Linked DNA regions of Mus musculus: regions 2, 3, 4 and 5 are each linked to region 1. Evidence: chromatin contacts called from public HiChIP or PLAC-seq and promoter capture Hi-C data. All regions are on one chromosome and are shown on one strand. Each heading gives the region's core, a stretch centred on a gene start, on an enhancer-like site or on the middle of the called end of the contact. The rest is flanking DNA. Distances are from core to core; before and after follow the strand shown.

The links. HiChIP or PLAC-seq counts read pairs in DNA pulled down with a chosen protein or histone mark. Capture Hi-C pulls out chosen DNA fragments and counts their contacts.
Region 2: an H3K4me3 HiChIP or PLAC-seq map of bone marrow-derived macrophages shows a contact between it and region 1, with 2.7 times the contacts expected there. The contact joins the enhancer-like site here to the promoter of Gns in region 1. A contact is called at or near these places in 1 of 39 promoter capture datasets (pre-B cells), 1 of 484 Hi-C or Micro-C datasets (bone marrow-derived macrophages), 4 of 115 datasets of contacts at active chromatin or transcription factors (bone marrow-derived macrophages, microglia, neural progenitor cells and 1 more) and 3 of 9 other capture datasets (adipose tissue, liver and pancreatic islet).
Region 3: a promoter capture Hi-C map of adipose tissue shows a contact between it and region 1, with 4 times the contacts expected there. The contact joins the promoter of Tbk1 here to the promoter of Gns in region 1. A contact is called at or near these places in 4 of 39 promoter capture datasets (the C10 cell line, liver and pre-B cells), 5 of 484 Hi-C or Micro-C datasets (CD8 T cells, bone marrow-derived macrophages, muscle stem cells and 2 more), 12 of 115 datasets of contacts at active chromatin or transcription factors (the 230-238 cell line, bone marrow-derived dendritic cells, bone marrow-derived macrophages and 9 more) and 4 of 9 other capture datasets (adipose tissue, liver, macrophages and 1 more).
Region 4: an H3K4me3 HiChIP or PLAC-seq map of bone marrow-derived macrophages shows a contact between it and region 1, with 2.7 times the contacts expected there. The contact joins the enhancer-like site here to the promoter of Gns in region 1. A contact is called at or near these places in 7 of 39 promoter capture datasets (the C10 cell line, HPC-7-derived erythroid cells, embryonic stem cells and 2 more), 1 of 484 Hi-C or Micro-C datasets (bone marrow-derived macrophages), 5 of 115 datasets of contacts at active chromatin or transcription factors (bone marrow-derived macrophages, embryonic midbrain, extraembryonic endoderm stem cells and 2 more) and 3 of 9 other capture datasets (adipose tissue, liver and pancreatic islet).
Region 5: a contact with region 1 is called in an H3K4me3 HiChIP or PLAC-seq map of bone marrow-derived macrophages, with 4 times the contacts expected there. The contact joins the enhancer-like site here to the promoter of Gns in region 1. A contact is called at or near these places in 10 of 39 promoter capture datasets (the C10 cell line, the HPC-7 cell line, HPC-7-derived erythroid cells and 5 more), 16 of 484 Hi-C or Micro-C datasets (B cells, CD8 T cells, the N1E-115 cell line and 10 more), 26 of 115 datasets of contacts at active chromatin or transcription factors (the 230-238 cell line, the HPC-7 cell line, astrocytes and 16 more) and 3 of 9 other capture datasets (adipose tissue, liver and pancreatic islet).

The regions. Positions count from the first base shown.
Region 1 is chr10:121,363,772-121,366,378 of GRCm38.p6, reverse strand. It overlaps Gns (glucosamine (N-acetyl)-6-sulfatase), which reads right to left and starts at 1,289. Exons shown (of 14, transcript NM_029364.4): 1 at 1,021-1,289. The coding sequence starts at 1,188.
Region 2 is chr10:121,602,719-121,605,325 of GRCm38.p6, reverse strand. Xpot (exportin, tRNA (nuclear export receptor for tRNAs)) reads left to right here. Exons shown (of 25, transcript NM_001081056.2): 17 at 742-980; 18 at 2,012-2,297. Among named protein-coding and RNA genes, the nearest start is that of Gm35816, 4.4 kb to the right of the region's middle. Within about 2 kb of position 1,290, at least 18 of the 459 cell types and tissues checked have an H3K27ac peak or open chromatin away from gene starts, as enhancers often do. A contact at or near this core is called in bone marrow-derived macrophages, where this site is marked.
Region 3 is chr10:121,585,472-121,588,078 of GRCm38.p6, reverse strand. Tbk1 (TANK-binding kinase 1) reads left to right here and starts at 1,285. Exons shown (of 21, transcript NM_019786.4): 1 at 1,285-1,384. Xpot (exportin, tRNA (nuclear export receptor for tRNAs)) reads left to right here. Exons shown (of 25, transcript NM_001081056.2): 25 at 1-699.
Region 4 is chr10:121,563,330-121,565,936 of GRCm38.p6, reverse strand. It overlaps Tbk1 (TANK-binding kinase 1), which reads left to right. Exons shown (of 21, transcript NM_019786.4): 8 at 1,832-2,011. Among named protein-coding and RNA genes, the nearest start is that of Tbk1, 22 kb to the left of the region's middle. Within about 2 kb of position 1,301, at least 5 of the 459 cell types and tissues checked have an H3K27ac peak or open chromatin away from gene starts, as enhancers often do. A contact at or near this core is called in bone marrow-derived macrophages, where this site is marked.
Region 5 is chr10:121,497,278-121,499,884 of GRCm38.p6, reverse strand. No RefSeq gene overlaps it. Among named protein-coding and RNA genes, the nearest start is that of Gm46204, 6.5 kb to the left of the region's middle. Within about 2 kb of position 1,279, at least 112 of the 459 cell types and tissues checked have an H3K27ac peak or open chromatin away from gene starts, as enhancers often do. A contact at or near this core is called in B cells, the HPC-7 cell line, adipose tissue and 11 more, where this site is marked.

The sequences.
Region 1 (2,607 bases), core at 40-2,539:
CACAACAGCAACAAGGCGATGAATGGGATCTATGTAGATATAGAGAAGGGCCAAGGGGATTGGTAACAGAACACCATCTAGAAAAAGACAGTTCGCGGAAGGCAAAGTGTTACTGCCCAGCCCAGAAATACACAGGCTCTGCTAACCATTATCACATGTGACACGTGGAAAACCAAAATGTTGGCTCACTAGACTCATTTCACAACTCACTGATCAGCTGGGACCAGCAACTTGAAGGACATTGAGCCAGGGTTAATGACCACACAGGAAAAAGTAGGACCCTCCTGCTTAGAGGTTTCACAGCTACCGCAATCAGCTGAAAGCAGAAGGAGAACCGAAAGAGGGAGAGAGTCTCGACTTGTTTCTTTTTCCTTTTTAGTGAGAGCAATGCTGACCCAGGACGGAATACCATTGGAGGGTTGGTCCTAATCTGCCTCCTCCCGCTCAGTGCTTTGGGCAAATCCCTAGAGCACCAATGGATGGAGATTGGCGTTCATGTTCCCAAAGGTCAAATTCCGGAACCTCGAAAGAGCAGAAGTGACTGGGAAGGAAATGCAGTCTTCATGACTAACACCCATTAGACCTAAATTGGAGCCCTGACAGTAATGCCTCAGCCAACTGTTCGATTAGGCCAATTGATTTTGGTTTTGATGCTTCTTAAGCAAAAACACTCTCTGTCAATAACAGCTCGACAGCCTACAAACCCACTTTTATAGCCACCACAGAAGCACGGATGCCGACGTCCCAGGTCCTCCGTGAAGAGGGCTGACGTGGCCTCGGATCTCCCTAATCAATCACTGGCCTCCACAGGTTTGCCCTGAGCGGCGAGTGTCCACTGCAGCAGTAAGGTCCAGGCTGGAGGCACCGTGCGCACGGTGCGAGCCTGTGGGTGAGCTCGGGGGAGGAAGCCGGGTCCCATGACTCGTCCAAGCTCCCGGAGGGCCCGGAGTGACCGCGCACAGCCACCCACGGCCAAGCGGCCCAGCAAAGGGGCAAGGGGAGGGCGTGGACACGAGTTACCATGCCGCCGAGCTCCGCGTCCTGGTCGTCGGTGAGCAGCAGCAGCACGTTGGGCCTGCGAGCCGCCCCCACGAGCCCCAGGCAGCCTCCCAGCAGCGGCAGCAGCAGCAGCGCCGGCAGGCGGCGGGGACGGCCCGGCCGGGGCCCGGCTGCCGAAGGGAGCCGCATGGCGGCCAAGCTCCGCGGGGGAACCGAGAGCTGCGGAGAGACGCCGGTGAGCGCAGGAGACGGGGTCAGGCTTTCTCTCCCTAGGCGAGATCACGTGAGGCGGGGCAGGGGGCGGGGCGCGTCGTCACGTGACGGGCGGCCGTGGGCGGGGCCTGGGGAGCGGCGGAGAGCCCGGGCGCTGGGCAGGGCTGGACAGAGCTAGGACCGCGCGGAGCCTGGCCTCGCCACTGGTTAGGCCTGCTCCTGATGCTGCAGGAGGAAGGACAGAGCACCGGAGATGAAGACAGGAGTCAGTCCGCTCATCTTCCCTCCAGAGTGAAGCAGCGCACGTGCTGTGAACACAAGATCAGCTGCTGGTTAAAGTCCCGGCCAGTCCTGGGGTTAATGGACAGCTCTGCCTGTGTCCTTTGACTTTTCACCTGTCGAGGTGAAGTTCTCATTTGGCTCAGCTGTTGTTATTCCACTTTCCTCGGCTGGCATGTACTTTCAAACAATTTAGGAACGTCTTTACGACGCTAGGAGCTCTGGTCAACGTTTCAAGTTTTAATCACACTTTAATTTACATTTATTTTTGTGGGTTTTGCGTGCTCACGCACCTTCCGCGGCACGTGTGTGGAGGTCGGAGGGCATCTTGCGGGCGTCAGTGCTTTCTTTCTGTGGAGTGAGTGCAGGGGATCTAACTCAGGCCCTCAGGCTTGGCGGCAGGTGCCTTGGCATCTTGGCCAGTCCTACTTGGTGAGTTTTTGCAAGCCTTCTTGGAAACTTAGAAGTGCATGGCTCAGTGGTTACGAGTACTAACTGCTGCTCTTCCAGAGGTCCTGAGTTCAAATCCCAGCAACCACATGGTGGCTCACAACCATCTGTAATGACATCCGATGCCCTCTTCTGCTGTGTCTGAGGACAGCTACAGTGTACTTATAATAAATAAATAAATAAATAAATAAATAAATCTTAAAAAAGAAAAGAAGTGCACGACCAGTAGCAACACATCCTTTGTTGAATGAAACCTCAAAAAATATTTTAAGTTAGCTAAAAAGTTAAGTTGCTGTTAGGGATTCCTGCGAGGTCAATGCACGATATACCAAGTGAGCACTGTTCTATGCAGAACAAAAGAAGGTACAGCCATTTGCCAGTTGATTGTGTGTTGGACTCACACCTTTGCGATTTCTTTTTAAAAGATTTATGTGCATGAGTGTCTGTCTGCATGCATGTATGTGTACTATGCTTGCCTAGTTCCTGGGGAAGTCAACGAGAGCGTCTGACCCTTGGGACTGGAGTTACAAATGGTTGTGAGGCACCACGAGGGTTCCTGGGAGTTGACATGGGTCCTCTGCAAGAGTACCATGTGCTCTTAACCACTGAGACATCTGTCAGACAACTGGACACAGAACCTTCGAAAAGTATTTTTCTTTTTTTTAT
Region 2 (2,607 bases), core at 41-2,540, 240 kb before region 1:
GATGGCTTATAAGTAAGTACATTTTGATTTACGTGTGTTTTTGATTTTTAGTCATATATGCATGTGTGTTTTGTCTGCCTGCATGTGTAGCTGTGCATCACGTGTGTACAGTACCTCTGTGGGCTGGGAGAGGGCGCTGGCGTCCCCAGGCCTGCGGTTACAGATGGTGATGGTGCTGTGCTGCTTGCCTCGCAGTTGCTGGGAGTGGCAGCCCATCCCCTGCAACAGCAGCCAGGGTTCTTTGTGCTGAGTCACCACCTACACTGTTGTGTTGCAAGCAAGATAGCAGCATTCATTTAATGGAATTCTTCACTCTCGTTGCCCAGTTCATGCCAGCTTTTCTCAGCAGTTTGCTGACCCTTGAGGCATCCAAACAGCCATATTGTATCGGGCAGTAACAGTTATCTTAGGAACCTCTGCAGAGTTGGTCAGGACTAAAGTTTAGTTCATTGATCTGCTTGCTCGCTCAAGTACAAGGCTAGGGCTTATCTTAGCGCCTCGGGCATGAGGACACAGGGTACCAGGAAGTAATACCCTTTGCCCAGCACAAGAGTTAGAACTAGGAGACTTTAACCTCTGCTTCCATTTTCAGTCTGGGATTGTGGCAGAAATTCCGTTCTTGTATGAGTACTTGATGTAAGAGCCAATGTGGTAGAGTGTATTTCCTGTCTCTCATGCTTGATTAAATTAAAGGAGAGGCACTAAAACCTAATTTTCAGTTATGACCAAACTTCCTTGTAGGAGAACGGATACCAGTCCTTGCTGAGTAGCGACGATCAGCTCTTCATTTACGAAACGGCCGGGGCGCTGATTGTTAACAGTGAATACCCCGCAGAAAATAAGCAGGCCTTAATGAAGGACCTCCTGACACCACTGATGGAGAGGTTCAAGGTTCTGTTGGAAAAGCTGATGATGGCGCAGGATGAAGAGAGACAAGCATCTCTTGCAGACAGTCTCAACCACGCAGTGGGATTCGCCAGGTGAGCCCAGGTGCAGCTGAGATTGTACGGCTGTGTGTCTGCACAGCAAAAGATGTGCATCCGTGTAGGCAGGACCTCTAGTGCGGGTCTTTCTGACATGGACACACTCAACTGTTTGCAAAGCCAAGTCAGTTACTCAGAGGGTTGTATAGCCCTGTGTCTCTCCAGTAAGTCAGAAGTGCAGCGGCAGAGAGCACAGAGCCTTGCTAGCTGCGAGTTCGTCATGCAGGCTCTCCAGATCCTCTGTACTCTGGGGCCGAGTCCTTAGTGTGAGTCGGTCTTGTGTCTCAGGAGGCGAGCCAAAGCGTCTTGTGTCCCAGCAGCCACTGTGACATTGGGCTTTAACATTGGCCTTCAGGAGGTGTCCTGACGCTCGCTCCGTAGTGTTAGCGTGTCTCAAAGGCCCAAGCCCACCTTTACTACTCTCCCTACATTTTTTTATTAGCAGCATGGAGATTGAAGTGATTGCTGAGTTATCCTGGGAGGTTGTTGTACACTGTAAAGTGCAGCAGGAGAGCCAGGCCTCGGGAGATAGGAGGAACTTACTTGGCTGTGAGTGTCATTAGGTTGTTTTTAACTTTCATGAGTAGCACACACAGATTGCCTAATGGCTTAGTCACACTAAGTACATTTTTTTTTCTTGCAGACTTGATGTCAGGATTTTTAAAAAGCATATGAAAAGAATAGACTCAGCTTATGTTTAACTGCATCCTGTTTGCTTAACTTAACTTGACGTTTTGTTCTGTAATGACAATCTGGAAGCCGTCATTTTCACATAACTGTTAACTAAGGATGGACTTGAGTCTCATGTAGGAAGCCATTGGTTTCCTGCTGTTAGGCCTTTTTTGTTTGTTTGTTTGTTTGTTTTTCAAGACAGGGTTTCTCTGTATAGCCCTGGCTTTCCTGGAACTCACTTTGTAGACCAGGCTGGCCTCGAACTCAGAAATCTGCCTGCCTTTGCCTCCTAAGGGCTTTTTTTTTTTTTTTTAAGACTAACACTAAACTGGGTTGCCTGGTTTTTGGTCACGCAGTCGAACCAGCAAGGCCTTCAGCAACAAGCAGACTGTGAAACAGTGCGGCTGCTCCCAGGTCTACCTGGACTGCTTACAGACCTTCCTGCCAGCCCTCAGCTGCCCCTTGCAAAAGGACGTCCTCCGAAGTGGTGTGCGGACCTTCCTCCATCGGATGATCATCTGCCTCGAGGAGGAGGTGCTCCCGTTCATCCCGTCGGCCTCGGAGCACATGCTCAAGGACTGTGAGGCGAAAGACCTCCAGGAGTTCATCCCACTCATCAACCAGATCACGGCCAAGTTCAAGGTACCGCAGTGCTCAACGGGCTGTGGGGCACCAGGACTCCCGACTCAATTAACCTTTGGTCACCTTTGACTGTGACCACTTGTTACTTCTCAAATCGTTCTTTCTTCTTTCATTTTTAACCTCATTAGAGCGTGTATGTGGATGCCGGGGTGCGGAGGTCAGAGTTGAGCTCTGTGGACTCGGTTCTCTCCTCGTCCTTGCGTGGGTTCTGGGGATTGGTCTCGGGTCACCAGGCTTAAACAGTATGTGTGTCAGCCTACTGAGACAGCGAGAATTATAAGATGCAAGTCGAACTTGTTAAGATTACTTT
Region 3 (2,607 bases), core at 36-2,535, 220 kb before region 1:
TGGTTTCCCCGTCAGAAATGGGGAACAGTGGTAGCTACCTCATAACTTGTAAAGAATCCAATGAATTAAAACACAGGTCTCAGTATTAGCTTGTATTACTGTACTATCGAGTCCATACACGGCTCTCTAAAGCCCTACAGAGGGTTCATGTGTTTAGACCTGAGAAATCAGGACATGGAAATCAGAGCATATACATAAGGAACTTAATTTTAATGTAATCATGTCTAATGATCCTCATCTTCATTCCTTGAGATTACCCAAGTACCGTCATGACCAAGAAGCCTTTCCGTCATTGAGTACCTGATTTTTAAAAGCAAGCACCCAAATAATTCTCTCTAGGGAATCTCATTTGTTACAGGTGAGAAGACAGAGGGTTTTATGGTGCCTGAGTTAGTCCTGTGCCTAACCAGTGGAGTTTCCGTCTCTGTGCTTGCTAATAGTTTCACAAGTGGCTTGACTTTTTTAGAAGTATTATGTGGTATTTTACTGTGTATCACTTCTGTGGTAAACATGTGAAGTCCTTTGGCTTAGTCATACTTCATAACTTTTGAACGTTGGGTTTTTTGTTGGAAGAAACTTGGATGAATCTGTCATGTCATTAACAGAACTGAAATATTCTATTGTAAGACGTGCATTTGCGGTTAGAATGGTCTTGTTGCCTAAACTGTCTAAAATTCTAATAAAATAACTTTCTAAGAAGTCATTGGAGTGGGCCTTTTAAAATCTCCATTTTGAGTTTGATGAAAACGGATTAGAAGTGGGCAGAGATTCAGCTTCAGCCCCCTGTTTCAGTCAACGCCTCTGCCAGCCCTTAACCACTCCCGGCTCCCGTCCTCGGAGATCTGCTCGCCCTCGGTCTGGAGGGTGCCTTAGGTAGAAAGAGGAATTTGGTGCATCGTGCTTCCTTGGAAGCAAATCCTTGTAAGGAATGCCTGCTTGAGCAGGACCTGATCATACAGCAGTTTACCTCTTAAGTTGTCAAGTTCAAGTCTCCAGTGTTACCATTTTCAAAAACAGAAACTGAAAGCGACTTAAAGAGTACTGATGGCATGAACGGATACTTGCTTCACGCAGCAGCCAAGCGACGTTGAAACACAAACCCGCCCCATCTACTCTGCGAAAGCGATCGGCGGCCAGCCCGCTGTCCACGGGTGGCCGTGGGCGTCACCTCCTTGCCGCACGCCGGCCGCCCCGCACTCCCTTAGCTCCTCCCGCCCGCACTGGAGACTGCAGCCCAGCGAGCTCGGCCGCCGCGGAGTACGCACGCGCAGGCGCGCCCCGCACTCGGTCACGTGCTCCGTGGCCCGGGCTGGCGAAGCCGGAAGTAGCCTGGGGCGCGAGAAGGCCCGGGAGCCGCGGGCTGTACGCGGCGGACACTCGCGGGGTAAGAGGGGCGGGCGGAGGCCGGTGGGGGCGGACGGGGCCGGAGGGGCCGGGCGGGGGCGCGCCCAGGGGTCGGGGAGGCGGCGTGCTGAGTCAGCGCGGGGCCGCGGCCCCGGGAGCCCCGCAGCCTCGCGCTCGCCCGGGATGGGCCCTGGCGGCCGCCCGGGCACCGGGGCTGCCCTGGCCGGAGTTGACTCGCCGCTCCCACCCTTGGTCCAGCTGCCGCCGCCGGCAGTTTTTAGACGGACTGGCGTTCCCGAGGGTTGACTCACCCGAGGATACCGGCACCAGACGTTTTTAATGTACACAGCGAAATGCAAACCCCCCTGTCTTCTCGTTCCTCCCCGACCTGCTGGATTTATTTCCCGGATCCATTCCCCTGGTGTTTTCTGTCAGGCGTCCCAAGACGGATTCTCCCCCGAGAACTGTCAAAACCCGACCTTTCCCATTCCGGGACCTCTGCTATCTACGGAGTAAATGGGTGACATAGAGGGAGAGTTGGGAAATCCTGGAACTTTTGTCCCTACACCATGTCACCAGACCTGTTTTATCCTCGGTAACTTTCGCTTTAAGCAATCAAAGGAAGTAGACTGCCTACAGAATCACAGATAACTTACTTGTTGAATGCCAGATAATACACTTGTCAGGATTTGGGGAGATTTACATAGCAAGCATCCGTTGGGTGTGCTGAGTCATGTTTTAGTCCCGAGGGGGTTCCTGGAAAAGTTTCAGACCATTACTATTGCGGACCCATCTTTTTATATTGGTATAGAGAGAGAGCTTATCTTATATATCTTAGCTGATAAATATGTTTTCAGCTACCCACTAGAGACATATGCGCACTTGGTGATGAATCTGTCCTTTACAGTTATTTAACAGCAGTGCAGCATCAATTAGGGAAGGTTTCCCGTTACATATTTGGGTTTATCGCCCCTTGAATGGAGCGTACGTAGTTAAGTGGTAAGTGCATTTGTTGTTTTCGAAAAGGGTTCCTTTTTTGCTTACTTCAAATAGACAGATGGCTGTACAATTTCTTATCTAAATTACATAGGTGATAAAATTCTAAGTATAAGTACTGTGTAAGAGATTGTCGAACCTTGGACTCTTGGGCATTTCCCAGGACCCTAACTTGGAAGATCAGAGTTCTAGCTTACTGGAAATGGACTTGCTATCTGACCTCACAACAGTCTTAAAGGAGTCTGATCTGTCTGGTGTTGGTGCCAT
Region 4 (2,607 bases), core at 52-2,551, 200 kb before region 1:
TTCTCCTGGCTCTGTCCGCCATGTGCTGGGGTGACAGGCGTGGGCATCGCTGCTGACTTTCTAGTGTAGCTTTGTTTTGATTAAGTCGAACCATGGGATAGTGTGCACTGGTGTGACGTAAACACGCTGAGGACACAGGGCATGTTGTCTTCAGATTGCTCTTCCCAGTGGAGGAATCGACCTTCATACTGATGTTTGTACTGATGGACCACAAATAGTGGTATAATAGGAGTAAGTTTTTAAAAATTGGACTTAGAAAAAATAACATTTGTTTTATTCAAAGAATACAAAATAAGCATTTCTAGGCCCGGCACAGTGGCTGGAATTTTTAATCCCATGGGAGGCAGAAGTAGGAGGGTCTCTCTGAGTTCAAGACCAGAACTCTAAGAGTTATATTGCCAGATAATCACAAAGAATTGATTAATAGCAAATTAAAAGTAGCAGGGCATGGTGGTAACACACCTATAATCTCAGCACTCAGGAAGCAGAAGCAGATGGAGCAGCACAAGTTCAAGGCTAGCCTGTGGGGACGCGGTTCTAGGATAGCCAGAGCTCCATCAAGACCCTGACTCAAAAGCAAACTAAAAAGCCAGGTGGGAGTTCATGCCTGTAATACCATTATTTGGGAGACAGAGGCAGGAAGATCACCATGGGTTTAAGGCCAGCCTGGGCTACCTAATGGGTTTCAGGATAGCCTAAAGAACAGAATGAGACCCTGTCTCGATCTCCCTCTTACCCTCCCCCAAGGGAAGAAAAAAGTAATTGCAACACGACCCTAAGTTTTCTTTTTTTCTTTTTTAGAAAATATTTTTTGAAGTAAACTCATGTTGTGTAAGTGGATTTGCCACAAGAGGTGTGTCATGTGGAGAGCAGACTTTGCGGCTACAGTGCTTTGTTGGTTGTGTTATATTTGAATTAAGAAGTGTTGCCCTTGGGGACCTGGGGAACCTGGTAGCGTGTAACAGGCTTGGGCAGGGGCCTGTGCTAATTAACTGCTGTATTATTGAGGCAGTGGTTGCACGGTGAGCTGCAGACACGGCTGAGTTCTAGAAACATATTCTACCACTGCTTTTAGCATAGAAATCTTTCATCAAAATTACTAGATTTCAATGGTGCTTTCTGTGATTTTTGTTTGTGTTAAATAGTAAAATTTTAAGTCAAGTGAACAGTGAAAACTACTGATCAGAATGTAGTGACCGGAGAAAGAAAAGAGCGAGTTAGCCGTCCTCTGTCCTGTGTGCCACTCAAGGCTGGATAGCCAGCCACAGGGAGGAGCCGAGCCTTCTGGGAAGTCGGCATCGGAAATGCTGCAGAGTCATGATACCATAAATAGAAAAGTCCACACATCTCCACACGTGCAACCAGGATGTGGACTCTGAAAAGACTGAAACCCTTCAAGCCATGTGTATTACGAATATGTGAAACAAATTATGCATTTGGACCTGGATCCAATCCCCTGATAATTTCATAGGTACAAATACCCCAAAATCTTTGAAAGAATCTAAAGCTCAAAGATAAAGGATATGCAGGCTATAAAAATAATAGCAAATTGTCTTAGTGTTTTATTGCTGTGAAGAGCTACCGTGACCAAGGCAACTCTTATAAAAGAAAGCCTTAGGTGTTGGGGGCTTGCAGTTACAGGGAGAGAAAGAGAAGGTAAACCCTCTCATAACGCCGGTCCATGGTGACCAAGTCTTCAGGTCGCTGAGCCTGCGGGGGCCGTTCCTGTCCCCACCACCGCACGACTCCTTGGATTTGTGTTTTCTTTGTAGATGTGGCTTTGTCACACAATGATATTCTCTCTTCAGTAATTTTTTAAATACTATTTTAGGGGTCTTCAGGCACTGCTTACCCCAGTTCTTGCAAACATACTTGAAGCTGATCAGGAGAAGTGCTGGGGTTTTGACCAGTTCTTTGCAGAGACCAGTGATGTGCTTCACCGAATGGTGATCCATGTCTTCTCGCTACAACACATGACGGCGCATAAGATTTACATTCACAGCTATAACACGTAAGTGGCTCTGCGTTCCTGTCCTGACCGTGATTGTGTAGTGTAGTAATCTATGCTTGCGTAATGTAATAAACATCTCCTAAACCAGGAAAACAAATAGATAAGAATGCCTTAGCTTCACAAATAGCATGTCTCATTAGTAAAACTAAGTTCAAGTACTCAGTAAAGCCCTGATCCTTATTGGAAATAAAAAGGATTAATTTTCTTAAATGCATAAGTTACTTTGTACTGAAACTGCAAGTTTGAGGGAGCTGACTCTATGACTTATTTCAGTGCCGTGTATTGATAAAAATGACCTGTTTTATTGAAGGGATGGCCTAAGTCGTAAATACAGTGGAGTTCTAAATCTAGTTTAGTCTTATTTGTATAGTTAGCATAAGACACCTTAGGGATATTAAAGAAATATTCACCATTTGTTTTGCATAAATGAAAGCATACCATGGGATTTCCTTACCTCTCATGTCATAAGGCTGAGTATGACTAAGGGTCATCTACAGGTAAATCCAGGGAAAGGGTTTGAGGATTGTATCAAAGTAAATATATTTAGTGGTGACAGTTTACTATATGGCAAGGTGCTATCCCTGAGGGAAACGGGG
Region 5 (2,607 bases), core at 30-2,529, 130 kb before region 1:
GAATTAGACAGGAAAGGACAGGTGAGCTGGTGAGTTCCTGCTTATTTGCAACTTGTATCTTTTTTAAAAATTTTTTTGTTTGTTTGTTTATTTTTAAAAAATTACGCTGGGCCGGGCGTGGTGGCGCATGCCTTTAATCCCAGCACTCGGGAGGCAGAGGCAGGCGGATTTCTGAGTTCAAGGCCAGCCTGGTCTACAAAGTGAGTTCCAGGACAGCCAGGGCTATACAGAGAAACCCTGTCTCAAAAAACCAAAAAAAAGAAAAGAAAAAAGAAAGTATAGCCTGAATGAAGGAGGAGGGAGGAGGGAGGAGGGAGAGGGAGAGGGAGAGGGAGAGGGAGAGGGAGAGGGAGAGGGAGAGGGAGGAGGGAGAGGGAGGAGGGAGAGGGAGGAGGGAGAGGGAGAGATACTTTAAAAATGAGGTAGAAGGAGAGAATTGAATCCAGAGAGGGTGCCCTGATAATCACCAAACACATACACACACTAAACACAATTAAAATTAAAGAGGCCAACCTGGGCTACAGATTTAGTCCTTGTCTCAAAACAAAACATCTGAAATGGTTTCCCCCACGACACCTCCAAGCTGTCTGAGGAGTCTGCCACCTGCACACTTCTCTATGGAGGAATCAGGTGTTCAGTGACACTGGCTCCTGGCTTCTGAGGGCTTCAGGATATATAAAAGACTTAGTCTTTAGAACCCACCGTTCTGACTCATCTCTGCTGTCATTCCCTATGGCTCTGGTCAGTTCACTGGCACACTTAGTTTTTTGCTCTTCATATGGAAAGACTGCAAGTGTGCAGAGATTTGAGGCTTGCAAGGATGGGGGTGGAGGATGGGGGCGGGGATGGGGGAGGGGATGGGGCGGGGATGGGGGAGGGGAGGGGGCGGGGATGGGGGAGGGGATGGGGGCGGGGATGGGGGAGGGGATGGGGGAGGGGGTGTGTGTGGTTTGGGTTGGTTTGATTCTGGAGACTGAACTCCACTGAACCCCACCCTTTCCTGTAGAAGCTCTTGAGCAATCCTTACAAAACAAGCTGGTGTCCACTCTGGAGAGATGCCCTCACCCAGCCCCCACCTGCTTCTACTCAAGGCGACAGACAGGAAGAATCCAAGGAAGCTGTTATACAGCTTTAAAATACTGAACCTTTGTTCCCAAGGAGGGATGCCTGGTCCACCTGCTGGCACAGTGAATACAGCCGCTTTGTTTGTGCCCTTTCTGGACTCTTGACGCAGCCTTTGCTCAAGTGTTCTGAGTCCGGTAGAACCGGATCTATGCTTTACATAACACCAGTACACCGTCATTGTGACTTTTGCTGGTCACCAGACCCACAGCACGGTCTCTTACCTACCCTGCCCTCCAGCAAATCCCGGATCCTGGCAATAGAGTCCCTTGACTTTCTGTCCCTAAGCTGGTCTACTTCCTGTTTCTTTTCAATACCCGCTGGAAACCTTATTTTATGTGGCACACACGGTGGGGTTTTCTGGGCTATCAGCTTCCTATCGATTCCTATTTTAATGTTTGCCAGCCGGTGCTCCAGGCACTTGTGTGGCTTCAATGTGACTGCATAGTTCCTTTCCAGAAAGAGTGTCACCAACTAAAACCCTATGTCCAGGTAGCTCACAGCGGATTCTGGCCTTGAGCTCTGCCGGCTGTGTGGTAACACAAACCATCTGTGCAACAACAATGAGCGCCTCAGATCTCTTGGGCACTTCCTTCCTCTGATTATGAATCCCAGCAGAACTCAGTGAGAAGCCGCCGGGCAGAGCAGGCTTGGGTGCCAGTTTGGCTACCACAGTGTAGCTCTACATAGAGAAACCCCACTTCCTGTAACAGTTCTTTCCCCGGCTTCTAACAAACCTTGAACTTTCCATGATTTTGATCTCTGCTTTCCCCCAGAGGGCTTAGAGAGAAAGCTTCCATTTATGGAACCAGAGTCAGGCAAAATTACGAGGTTAAATTTCTCCTGGGTCCCTTATAGCTCTCATTTTCTCATTTTCTTGGCCTTGCCTCCCACTTTTTATGCTCCCAGAAGTGTTTGCTCCAGAAACCCCCCACCCACTCTGGTCACAAGATAGACAGACAGATGGACAGACAGACAGACAGACAGTCAGGACAGGACAGGACAACAATGTATATGCTAGGTTTTAGAGTAGTACATGCCTAGTGCACGTGAAACCCTAGGGTGAATCCCCAGAACTACCTAAACCAGGTGTGGTGACACTCACCTATAATCCCAGCATTTAGGAGGTGAAGGTCTCAGGTGTGGTGACACTCACCTATAATCCCAGCATTTAGGAGGTGAAGGTCTCAGGTGTGGTGACACTCACCTATAATCCTGACATTTAGGAGGTGAAGGTCAGACGAGAAGTTCAAAGTCATTCCGACTATGTAGCTGGAGGCCAGTGAGTACCACACACAAAGCTGGCTCAATCCAAGCCAAGGCTTGTGTGATCGCTCAGCAGATAAAGGCGTTTGCCGTAGCACCCCGATGTCTGGAGTATGATCCTTGGAACCCAATTAATGATGGAAAGAGAGACATGACCTCCATCCTCTGACTGACACAGGTACAAGGTGACATGGTGGAAAAGAACATTAAACCCGCAGT